Regions from separate parts of the Pan troglodytes genome. Here region 2 is linked to region 1. The links are chromatin contacts, called in public HiChIP or PLAC-seq maps. All regions are on one chromosome and are shown on one strand. The core of a region is the stretch at or near the end of the contact, and the rest is flanking DNA. Distances in the headings are between cores, read along the strand shown. Region 1 has its middle 59 kb from the start of ACOT11. Region 2 overlaps MRPL37 (mitochondrial ribosomal protein L37).

Region 1 (5,993 bases), core at 1,103-3,602:
TAAAATTTCAGCCTCAGTTGCACCACTGGCACCCCAGCCTGGGTGACAGAGTGAGACTCTGTCTCAAAAAAAAAAAAAAGGTCAGCCTCCGGTGCCTGAGTGCCTGTTCTATAGGAGACTCTGCATCGCATCTCTGCACCCCTTAATCCCTATTCCCACACAGCCTTGCTATTCATAACTGGAACCACAATGTATGTTTCTTTCTCTCTCTCTCTCTTTTTTTTTTTTTTGACAGAGTCTGGCTCTGTCGCCCAGGCTGGAGTGCAATGGCACAGTCTCTGCTCACTGCAAGCTCCGCCTCCCGGGTTCAAGCGATTCTCCTGCCTCAGCCTCCCAAGTAGCTGGGATTAGAGGTACCCCCACCATGCCCAGCTAATTTTTTTTTTTTTTTTTTTTTTTTTGTATTTTTAGTAGAGACAGGGTTTCGCCATGTTGGCCAGGCTGGTCTACAACTTCTGACCTCAGGTGATCCCCCTGCCTCAGCCTCCCAAAGTGCTGGGATTATAGGTGTGAGCCACTGCACCTGCCTGGCAACCACAATGTTTCAAAACAAAGCTCACTTCTGATCCCCTCCCACTCCCTCATCTGCATGTACTAAAGGGACTGAGGAGCCCCCACCCCACCACACCCCACCTCACCATCTCTGTGTCCATTCCTCCCTGGCCACACTAACTCTGCTTAACGTTGCTGGTATTACTGCACCTCTCTCTGCCCTCTGGTCTCTTTGCTTTTTAACACTCAGCTCTGTTCTGTCACTTCTTTGGCCAGAAAGCTTCAGGTCCCCCACTCCCCAAATTGTCTGAGGGATAAAAAGCCCCAGCTTCTGCCCCTGCTAGGCCTGGGTCCCAAGACCTAGCCTATTCCTAACCCCTTTATGTTTTCCACACTCCATTCATTCAATGTGCAAATATTTGTTGAGCCCTTACTATGTGCCAGGAATTATGTTGGGCATTCAGGAGATTGTTGATGCACAAATGCACAGAAACCAAGTGTGTTTTGAGAGCTCAGGGGTTCAGGGGCTCTGAGGAGGGGCACCGAATTGAGAGAGGGACTGGGCTGCCGCCAGCTCTCTTCTCACTGGTTTCCTGTTTACCATTAGCGGCTGCCCATCCCTCCTTAGCGCACAAATGCCCAAGTGAACCTTGGTATGTTTTCAGACCCGCAGCTCAATCACAAGCATGAAGCGGGCGAATTGAAATCCATCTTTAGCTGCCTTGAAAGCCTGCACAGGACCTCCTTTAGATTCTCCCTGCCCACGCTCTCCCCAAGTTCTGTCTTCCTCTCCCCGTTTTGAGGACATATGGCCCCTTGAAGTTTTTGTTTGCTTGCAGTAGGGGAAAAACAGCTTTAAGTGTAGAGGGTTTTTCCTTTTTTTTTTTTTTTTTTTATTAAGCATCAAGAGACACAGCAATCTGCTTGGAGATAGTGTACGTGCATAATTAATAAAATCGCATTATTTATTTATAAAGAGACACACGAGGAACGGGAGAATTAGGGCTATCCCCATTATATATGAAGAGAGGGAGAGAGAGTGGAGAGGCAAAAATACTTTTTGAACATTAGATCCTTTCAGAGAAGTGTCTCAATACGCAGTGAATAAAACGGCCTGTACTCCTCATCGAAGTGGTGCCCTGTGCCCAGAAGGCATCAGAAAGCAGAAACCTGGTTCAGGGGCTTAAAAAAGGAACGGGATCGATGTGGCGCTCGCAGTGCCCAGCATGCCGGCGTTGGGTAGTTGGCAGGAGAGCAAGAGAGAGAGGAGGCGCGGTTGAGGGTTTGGCCGCTGGGAAAGAGGATTGAGAGCCAGTCCGGGGTTTCCAAAAGAGAGGGACTTGGGGCACAGAATCTCTGGCAGGTTGGGGAGAAACGGCTACCGTCACCCCACTGGGCACCGCATGAATAACCCAGATGCCGGCGAAGGGGAGCCCCTGGTTTCGATGAGCCCACTGCAAGCCAGATCACATGAACTTGGTGGTGAGGGGGTTTTAGATAGCAGCTTTGCCCTTGGACCTCTGCATCCCGGATGCCCGGGCAAGACCGCCAATATCAATAACCCAACTTATTATATAACAGCCTCGGAGACCGGGAAGCAGGGGTCAGGTCCTCCCAAGCTTCTAGAGCTGTCGGTGGACCTTCTCTCTCCTTGTCTCTCTCCCTCTGATTTTTCTTGAGACATGCTTTAAAATGGAAAACAGGCTTGTGCAGGAACCAAACACATAGACAGGGGGTGGTTTGTAGGGATTTTTCCCCCCACCTCCCTCGAGGACAAGCAACTCTTGCAGCGCCACTCTCGGCCTTCCCCGGGCTGTAGGCTCGGCGCCTGGGGCGGCGCTGGGGGGGCGGCGTCGGCCCGGGCAGCAGCCTCCGCAGGGTTACCCGGGCGCGTGCAGGGAAACGTCTCAGCAATTCCAGCGCCCGAGCGGAGCGCGCGGGGGGGGTGGGGGCGCGCGGCGCGGGGCACCTTGAAACCGCCGGCGGCCGCGCGCTGATTGGCCGAGCCGCCGCCTCGGCGTTCCAGCCAGGCGCCCCTCCCCCCGCGCCGTCCACCCCGGAAGGAATTTCCTCCTCTGGCGGCCGCTATTGTTGTCCACCTTCGCTGTTTGGGTCGGATCGCGTAACCATAGTATCCAAACTGTGTCCGCGCGGGGCCCCAGCCTGGGACCCCTGTGCCCTCACCCCCCCAGCCTACCCCCCACTTTTTTTTTTTTCTTTTTGCAGCCTACTTATCATGACTTCATCGGACTCCGGGGAGCGGGAAAGGGGGTTGGGGCGGGGGGGCGGGGAGTGGGCCCGCTTCTGGCAGCCCTTACTTCGAGATGTTTTCAATTACAATTTTTTAAAAAGTCTGCTTTGTGGGTTCAGGGCTTAAAAATTCTTCCTACTTGCCCCCCTCCCCATGAAACCGTTGGACCAAACTTGAATGGGGGTTTCCTTCTTTTCCCCTTTACCGTCTATGCTCCAGCCCCTGACTTTACGGCTCACGGCTGGGGGTGGGGGAAATTCGCAGCAGGAGTCGCCCCCCTCAAACGCTACCCTTCAGATCGTGGCTGTGTCCTGGCCCCTGGGCCTGGGTTTGAGCTGGGGAAGCGAGGCTGGTGGTGGGGTGGAAACATCACGCACTGCAGTACCCCCCACCCCGGGGCGCTTCCTGGCGGGGTTGGGGGATCCCCGGAGATGGATCTGGGGTAGGTGGTACGGGGTGGATGCCCATCAAATATCGGGGAGGGGTGACAGGGGGATAAAGGGGAGACGGGGGAAGCAGCTGACAGGTTACTGGAAGAACAAGCCCCCTCGCCCCTCGAATTTCTCCCACGGGTCTCTGAGCTCAGACATCCTAGTCCGCGCAGGCAGCCCGAGCCGAATGCCTGCTCCCAACCCCGGCCAAAAAAAAAAAAAAAAAAAAAAAACCAACCCCAAACAAAAACCCTGTGCCCAGAATTGCATTCGGCTGGGAGAGGTGGGGAGCCAGCAGCAAGTCCGCACCGAGCCGGCTGCGCGCAGCGCGGGAGCCCCCGGGCTGGGGCCGGCAGCGGGGGGCGGTGTGTGTGCGGGGGGGTGTCCAACATTCCCAGAACTCAAGTATTCTCCCGGCGCTGAGCCGGGCGGGGGCAGTGGCGGCCACGGCCCAAGTTCGGGGCAACACTGCCCCCTAGGGGCCGCCGCCGGAGGTTTGCAGCTGGGGCGGCGAGGGGTCTGGAGGTTTGGGTCTAGCCCTGGGACCAGGGACTTTACTTTGGCCCTCAGTGTTTCACCGGCCAGCGGAGCCGGGGAGTACCTGGGCAGGGCTACCGTGACCCCCTGGCAGACCAGTGACAGGCCAGAGGAGAGCCTTCAAGTGCCAGTTTAGGGAGCTGGGGAGATATAGTAGTAGGGTTTGTATTTTTGCTCTAGAATTTAAAACTTCGGCAGACAGTTTCCCATAGGCTCTCAGTGATGGATGGGAACTTAAGATCATTGACTGAGTCCCCTCATTGTGCAGTTGGGGAAACTGAGGCTCAGAGAGGGGAATGATTTTCTCAGGGATATGACATTTGAATCTAGTCCTCCTGGTTGTCATCTGGGGCCCCGTGGATTTTTTGGGCCCACGGAGTCCTCTGATTCCTCTGACACTGATGCCTCCCTGTCAGAGAGGCATCACCGCTCTCATTTTACAAACGAGAAATCAGAGAGGTCTGGACTTGCTCAGTCAGCCCTTTTTTTCCCCCAGCCCTCTAGACCATAGGGACTTGGGGGACTTGAACCTTAGGGTCAATTAGCAGGCCAGCTTTCTGCTCTGGGGCCCTGTGGTATTCTACAGTCATCCCTGCCAGAGCCGGGTTGAGGTGGCTGCTCCAGGCTGGTGGCGGGGCAGGGGTAATCCAACAGCAGGGTTGAGTTTGCTGAAATCTGGGCTCTTGGCCTCTAAACAGCTGCCATCTCCGGGCCTCAGTTTCCCCATTTCTAGAATAGTTGGTAGCAAGAGGATGGAGAAGGCGTCTGGCAACTCCCAGTGGGTGGTGACACAGTACGGCCCCGCCTTCCTGGTCTGCCACGCCCTCTCCTCTCCTTCCCTTCTAGGTTGGGGTCTGCAGGCTGGCTTCCTCCCGCCTTCCCTTCCTCCCTCCCTGCAGGGCTCCTGCAGCCGCCCCTCCCTCCCTCCCTCCCTCCCTCCCCTCCCCTCCCCTCCTGGCAGGCGCAGAGCTGACTGCGGGAGGGAGCCATGGGCACGGAGCCAGCAGAGCGTCAAGTCAACCCCTGGGGAAGACGGGGTTGGGGCGCTGCTGGCTGCTGCTGAGGCGCTGTCAGAGGCTGCAGCTCTGCGCTGGCAGGGGCAGAGTCCCTAGGGGTTATTTGTGTCCAAGGTAACTGGTGTCCGAGCTTGCTGCTAGCATCCTCCCTGTCCCTAGAGACCAGGGGAACTGCTCTGGGAGTCATCTGGAGTCCTCCCTCTCCCTCACTGCCCACGAGCACTCAGGCACCAAGTCTGGGCCTTTCTCCCCTTAAATATCTCTCATCCCATTTCCTCAGCCACTGTCCCCTGATCTCCCAGGGACTCTAAACTGTCCCCTCAAGGCCTTCCTCCAATACTGTCTGGGAACCTCTCCTGTGAAGCCCGGCCTGGCCCTGCCTCCTGCTGCCCTCATGGCCAATCCTCTGGCACCTGGACCTGCCTGCCTCTGCAGCCTTATTTGGAGTCTCTCCCTGACACAGATTTTCTGTCTTGGTGACATTGCATGTGACTTCTGGAGCCTGCCACGCTCCCTGGGCTCACACAGGTCATCGGTCAGGTCCTGCCCGGCTTTGGGGAGACTGAGGTGGATAACTCCAGCCCTTCTCTGCAAACAGCCCACAGATCTGTCGGGGAGACCCTTAGCCTGGTCACGGAATGATTATTGGCAGAATGGGGTTTTAAGAGGACTCTTACTCACCCTGGGGGGAAATCAAGGAAGACTTACTGCAGGAGAGGGGGCTTGTGCTGAGTGCAGAGAGAGGAGTAGAGGTAAATGGGGAAGACTCCAGGGAGAGGGAGCTTGGTGGGTAGGCACAGTCCTGAGAGAGCATGACTCCTAGGGCAGTGATAAGACAGTGTAGCTGAGGTGTAGAGAGAGATGAAGCTGGAGGGAGGCAGGTCCAGGTGGTCCCTGTGTGTTGGCTTAGAGCACTGGGACTTCCATGTGCAGGTCACCGGGAGCCACAGAGGGCCCTGAGCCCTGGGCTGGACTGCATGTTGGGAACACTCTCCCTCTTGAAACCAGGCCCTGGGGATGCAGAAGTGACTTTTTTTTTTTTTTTTGAGACGGAGTCTTGCTCTGTTGCACAGGCTGGAGTGCACTGGCACGATGATTTCAGCTCACTGTAACCTCTGCCTCCTGGGCTCAAGCGATTCTCCTGCCTCAGCCTCCTGAGTAGCTGGGACAAAGGCGCCCGCCACCATGCCTGGCTAATTTTTTTTTTTTTTGGAGATGGTGTTTCACTCTTGTTGCCCAGGCTGGACTGCAGTGGCACGATCTTGG
Region 2 (5,993 bases), core at 1,242-3,741, 270 kb before region 1:
TCAAGTTACTGCTGTGTCTGTTTCCAGCACAGGATATAGGCCCAGCAGAAAGCAAGCAGGTGCCCAATAAATGTGTGTGGAATGGGTGAGGGATGATTGTCCCTGGGATTAGAGAGGGCAGCAGCCCATTTCAACCATCATTCCTGGTGGTTGAAGTGAGAGGGCCTCAGGAGCAGAGCAGCGTCAACAGTTGTTTTGGCTGAAGGGGGCTGGGAATGCTTCCTGTCCTCCCAGGCTACAGCCCCTCAATGCCCCTTCTTAGTCCGAGAGAGAGACGATGTCAGAAAAAGAAAGTTACTGTCCAGGCACTGAAGATTTACTTCAATCCAATCTTTGTTGTAGTTGCTGCCATTAAACCTAGTAGCAGGATCCTAATGAACTGTGTTCTTTCCAGGAACCTGTTGGGCCAGTTGGTTTCAAGCCAGAGACATTCAGAAAGTTTTTAGCTCTGTATTTGCATGGTGCTGTGTGAGCGGAGGACCCCTCTGAATCCTGAAACCCCTCTTGCCTCTCTTCCATGGAAGAGGGCCTGGGCCCCGTGGAGCCTCAGTGCCCGTTTGGCCTGCTGCTCTCGCTGACAATAAAGAGCCCTTGCGTTGCACTGAAGCCTGTGTTTGGTATGAGGGTGCCATCGGGAAGGGCGCCCACACAAGTCCAAGCCCTGGAGCCTGACCTGCCCCAGCTGAAGCCCAGCTCTGCCCTTGACCCATGTTGTGATCTTAGATAAGGATCTTCATCTGTCTCTTTCCATTTCTTCATCTGAAACCTGGGGCTAATGTGACTTACCTGGCGTTGAAGACTCTGGGTTATGTGTGTGTAGTGTCTGCCACATGGCAGATACGCTGATGGTCACTAGGTTCTTATGGCATTATTTAAATTGTGGACACATTCCACAATGACTGCAGAAAATCTCGCTAGCATATTTATTGTAGATTTCTCCCTCGTATCCTGGTTAATGGGGCAAGTACACCCCTGGTTCAGCTGGTCTCTGTCCAAATAATGTCAAGTCCTGATCTGTGCCAGACACTGCTGCCATGCCAAGCACCTGATACATAGCATATTTAATCTGCACACACCCCTTACAAGGTAAATGTCATTTCCATATTCAAGAAAAATATTGCATGCCTAGCATGTGCCATGCACTGTTGTGGGCCCTAAGAAGAAAACACGGATAATTTAAGGAATTTGCCCAAGGTCACCCACCTGGTGCTATAGGTCAGCTTCCCGAGGAAACACTTAGAGACTTTTATTTGGGGAGAACCTTTAGGACAGGAACCTGTGGAGAGCGAAGGCAGCAGCAGGTGGGGGTGGCGGGCCCAAGCTCAGTGTGGCTGCATCTGAGGCCTCACCCAGTTCATGGGCACTCTGGAGCCAGAGGCAAGGGAGTTGAGCCTTCTACAAACACCCCTGGCCTGGCACCAGCCATTGGATATGTGCTGCTTCCTGACAGCGGGTGGGACCTTGGGCGAGGTGGCTTTGTTGGTCTGTAATTCCTGCTGAGGGACTGCTGAGAGCAGTTAGTGTGGGAAGTTCCAGCAGCTGGAGGAGCTCTCAGCTAGGCAGTGGCAAAGTGGCGTCCAGCCTGTGTCTCTGCCTCCCAGGCTTGGGCTCTTTCCACTTGAAAGCTTACTTTTTAGGCTTGAGGGATTAGCAGGAAAAGCAGCAAGGCACAGAGGACCATGGGGACAGGAAGTGACTGGAAGTGGGGAGGCCGGAGGCTTGGCTGGGGCTGGAGTGGCCAGCTTGGGAGGGGCCTGAACACCAAGCACCTCACCTCCTAGGGCAGCTGACCTGGGGCTCCGGGTACTCTGAGCCCTGCTGCCCATTTTACTTTTTATTTTACAGACAGGAAACAATTATACATAAATGATAAAAGTTCAGAGTTCAGGGAAAGATAAGTCGACCCACCCAAGGTGGTCCCTAGCTAGTCCTTTTCTCTAAGGTTAACAGAGCTTCAAGTTTCTTCCATGCTGTTGGTGAAAATGTGTATGTATCATAACAACACACATATATACATGACTGAAGAGTCATCCTATTTACAGCCTGTTCTGCACTTCCTTTTTCACCTGATGTCTCTGGATTGTAGGCTCTTGCCACATCACCACATAGGATCTCTTCGTTCTTTTGAGCAGCCACATTAGTATCTGTTGATGGCAGTCCGGGTTGTTTCCAGTTGTTATTAGAAATAATGCTGCAGTGAGCACCCTCGTTCATGTATCTTAGAGTAGTTTTGCCAGCAGAGCCATTGGGTAAGTAAGTTCCTAGCAGTGGAATTGCTGAGTCAAACATTTTTTTTTTTTAAACAACACTCTGTTGGGAGTACAGAGGAGGAGCTGGTGGGATGGTGGTAGGGAGTCCAGCTGGAGGCCACTGCGGGGATCCTGGGGCAAGTGGTGGTGATGGCTTGGCGTGATCCTGAGCAGGCTGAAGCCCCTGGAGACTGCTTGGAGAGGAGGGAGGGTGAGGTGAACTTGAGCCCTGAGCGAGTGGGACGGAGGCTCTGAGTAAGCGGACCATCAGCAGATGACCTTGTAGCTTGAGGACTGCCTGGAAGGGGGCCAGGGTTGCCGGGCAGGCCTGGGCAGCCTGTCCTCCCAACCCACCCTGAATGAGGACAGCTCGGATGCTGGCCTTAGTGCTAAGTTGTGGAGCCTGGAACCCAACTACACTTTTGTGTCAAGGGAGCTGCAAAGTACAGCTGATCTGCAAAGTGGGGCAGGCAGGACTGGCGGTTTTTTTATTGTCCCCATGGAGATGAGGAAACAGGCTTAGAGACCACATGATGCAGTGTGAAGAGCTGGGAAGCTCGTGTGTCATGACAGCTGCCCCCTCCACAGACAGGTCCTTGCTTCTCCAAATCCCAAATGTCTACCAGCTTCGTCCTCACTCCCTCATTCAACGCAGGAGAGGAAGTGATGCAGCGGAACCTGAGGGCCTCAGCCAGCCTCCCGCCCAGTACAGGCTCCCCAGCCAGTGAGCTGGTGAAGGAGCAGGAGGAGCACGCTGCAGGGAGAGTGCTGCGCCGGGTCATGCTGGATAGCGAAACCCCACGAGAGGAACTTCCAGCAGCAGACTTTTGGAAATGAAATGGTGACATTCCCATTGTGAACATATTTTTCACTGTCTCATATATTTAAATTCCTGGTTGATCCATTCAAAAGTTCTTCAGTTCATTTCCAGCAAGCTTCAGTGGCAAGGGAATTCTAATTTGGCCTGGGGGAAAGCCACTTCTCCCCTCCTGTATTCCAGCTGCCCTGTCAGATCCTCCACTTCCTCGCTGGCAAAATGGGGATACAGCACCTCCCTTCCAAGTTTCCCCACCTTTGGATCAAATAGGCTCCATTCGCCAAGGTTTCAAGTTGATGGGTTTGGAGTTCTTAGAAGCCAGGTGGAAAGGTGGACTTGCTTGAGGGGACCTCACTTTAGGCTGCTCTCTATTCTCTCCCAAAGCTGGCTCAGGCTGGACCTGGGGCAAGTGTTTGGCAGAGGCTCTGTGACAACCCACAGGAGCAGGACAGGATCCTCTCAGGCTTTAGACAGCATCTCCCTGGTTCCTCTTTTGCTGTGGGTGAAAGTCTCAGAAAGCATGCAGGTGACCCGATTGTCTTGACTCTCTCTTTAACATGGACACTCAGATGTCCATGACCCACAAGGCCTACCTGCTTCACTGCTGGAAGACCCCCGGTCCAGGGACCCTCTCCCCTCAGAATACATCTCCTCATATCCAAAGACTGCATCCAGGGGGGCGTGCTGCCCAGGGCAGGACCTCCATCCCTTAGAGGCCAGCTTGTCAGAGCAACATGGCCCCTGCCATGTTCACTCTCACACACGTGCACAGGCATACATGCGCACACACATGCATACAGGCACATCACACTCCCACACATGCAGTCACACTCCCACACACCACACACTCAGACATGTGCACACACACACACACGTGTACACGAGACCCATGGATCTCCTCCTCCCCAGCTAGGCCAATGATGGAACCCAAGAATAGGTCCAGACTGGAGATTGAGCCCTGAGGTCCCTCACCGTAGACCTCCTTTGGGGGCAGCCCATTTAATAAGCACCTACTGTGTACCAGGTGTTGTGCTGGGAGCGAGTTACAGAATGAGGGAGACATGGTCCCCGCCCTCCGGGAGCTCCTGGGGTACTGGGTGGACACGGCCAGAGTGGTCTCCTTTGGATTGGCAGTAGCAGGTACCCACAAAGGCCACCTCCTTCCCCACACCTGGGCACCTACCCACCCACAGGTGACAGCATGCCATAGGGAGGGGTGCCACTGAGCACATTCTGGGGCTACTCAACAACATCCAGTTATTCCAAGAGCACTCATCGAGCACCTACTGGGCACCAGGACCTGTGCTGGCAATTCTCAGGACGAAGAGGGCTCTTACATTGTCCCTGGCTTAGAGGAGCTCCCAGCCTGATGGGGGAGGCATACACTGAACCAGGCTGTGGGGACCCAGGGAGAGAGCTACCCCAGCCTGGAAGGCTTCCAGGAGGAGGGGCCATCTGAGCTAGGTTCTGAAGGGCAAGTGGGAAGGAGGAGGGGCCAGCAGGAACAAAGGCCCTGGCTGGGCAGACATCCACAGAGTACTGCAAAGTTGGAGGTGAAGTGCTGAGGGGCAAGGAAAAGCAGGAGTGTGCATGGCCCTTCCATGCCCTGCAGCTGTCTGGAAGCTGTGAGGAGCGTGGACTTGGTCCCAGAGTCACGGTGGGCGTGGCCACCTGGGTTCCCCACTAGCAAGAAGCCCTCTCCTCTCTGCACCCCTTTTCTTCTCGTGGTCACCAGGGCATCTCGCTTTCCTGGTCTTCTACTCACTGCTCTGTCGCCTTTGTGGGTCCCTCCTATTCCCCAGATCTCAGGGCCCAGTCCTTCGGCCTCTTCTCCTAGATGATTTCAGCCAGTCTGGTGGCTTTAAAGACCCTCTAAATGGCAACAACTCCCATGGTATGTCTGTAGTTCAGACCTGCCTACTTGATGTCTTTACTGGATATCAAATCAGCATCTCAAATTTAACTCGCCAGAACAGAGCTCTTCCTGCAGCCTGCCTCACCTCCACAAACGGCATCTCTGTCCTTCCGTGTCTGTTCACTACTGTACCCCTAGTGCCAGAACAACCCCTGGCATAAAAGGGGTGCTCAGCAAACACATGAGTGGATGGATGGAAAGAAGGAAGTCTATGGAGGCTCAAAGTGAGATGGTCTTTGTGGCACTGGAGGGCTGACATGGGAGGCAGGAAACCAAGGGCATGGCTGAATTCCAGAAACCAGATGCCAGGTTCTGCGGCTCCGCAGGCACCCTGGGAATAGAGAGAACAGAACCTCTGCCTTTCAGCACCCACCCTCGTTGGTCTGACCTTTTACATCCAACCCCCAGCCCCAACTCCAAGCCCCCAGTGCTTGTACCCAGTGAGCCCAGGGCTGGGCAGAGCAATGCTCATCCGCCTGTAACCCCACCCTGCCCAGCCACTCTGCTCAAGTCCAGGGGAGCCCCATGGCCTGAACCCCAAGAGGCCCAGCTCCCCTCAGTTCAGGGTCAGAGCCCTCTGAGGGACCCCAGGTATGTTCTGGGCTCAATCTCCTGGAGTCTGTGGAATCTGGGAACACAGCCCACCACTTCATGGGACAGCCGAGACTGGGGCAGGGGATTCCTCAGGTCACCAGGGAGCCAGACTGAGCAGCCTTCTTACCCCCACTAGAGCCCTGCTCTGGCCTAGCGCGTTAGTGGCTATGCTGCTGCTGGTGTCAGCGACTTGCCTTAAGTTTCTTTCCTGGCTCTGGGGCAGGGGGCAGTGGGGATGCCCAGCAGGGAGGCAGGTGTGGGGTCCTGTCTCAGGCCTGGTCCTACCTCTGGCCCCCCAGGCCGGCCGACCCCTAGAATCGAGTGCCTGTGGACAGCGATGACTCCAGCAGGAAAGCTGTGGTCTGGCCCCCGACTCCGGCACCTCTCAGTGATGGGCCGAAGCCCTATTTTGTGGAAG

Evidence for each region. HiChIP or PLAC-seq counts read pairs in DNA pulled down with a chosen protein or histone mark.
Region 2: an H3K4me3 HiChIP or PLAC-seq map of stem cell-derived excitatory neurons shows a contact between it and region 1, with 10 times the contacts expected there. The contact joins two enhancer-like sites. A contact is called at or near these places in 1 of 7 Hi-C or Micro-C datasets (stem cell-derived neural progenitor cells), 1 of 1 datasets of contacts at active chromatin or transcription factors (stem cell-derived excitatory neurons) and 1 of 1 other capture datasets (stem cell-derived neural stem cells).

The regions. Positions count from the first base shown.
Region 1 is chr1:176,493,885-176,499,877 of NHGRI_mPanTro3-v2.0_pri, reverse strand. No RefSeq gene overlaps it. Among named protein-coding and RNA genes, the nearest start is that of ACOT11, 59 kb to the right of the region's middle. Within about 2 kb of position 2,352, at least 21 of the 24 cell types and tissues checked have an H3K27ac peak or open chromatin away from gene starts, as enhancers often do. A contact at or near this core is called in stem cell-derived excitatory neurons and stem cell-derived neural stem cells, where this site is marked.
Region 2 is chr1:176,763,184-176,769,176 of NHGRI_mPanTro3-v2.0_pri, reverse strand. All of the region lies in intron 6 of MRPL37 (mitochondrial ribosomal protein L37), which reads left to right. Among named protein-coding and RNA genes, the nearest start is that of MRPL37, 21 kb to the left of the region's middle. Within about 2 kb of position 2,491, at least 6 of the 24 cell types and tissues checked have an H3K27ac peak or open chromatin away from gene starts, as enhancers often do. A contact at or near this core is called in stem cell-derived excitatory neurons and stem cell-derived neural stem cells, where this site is marked.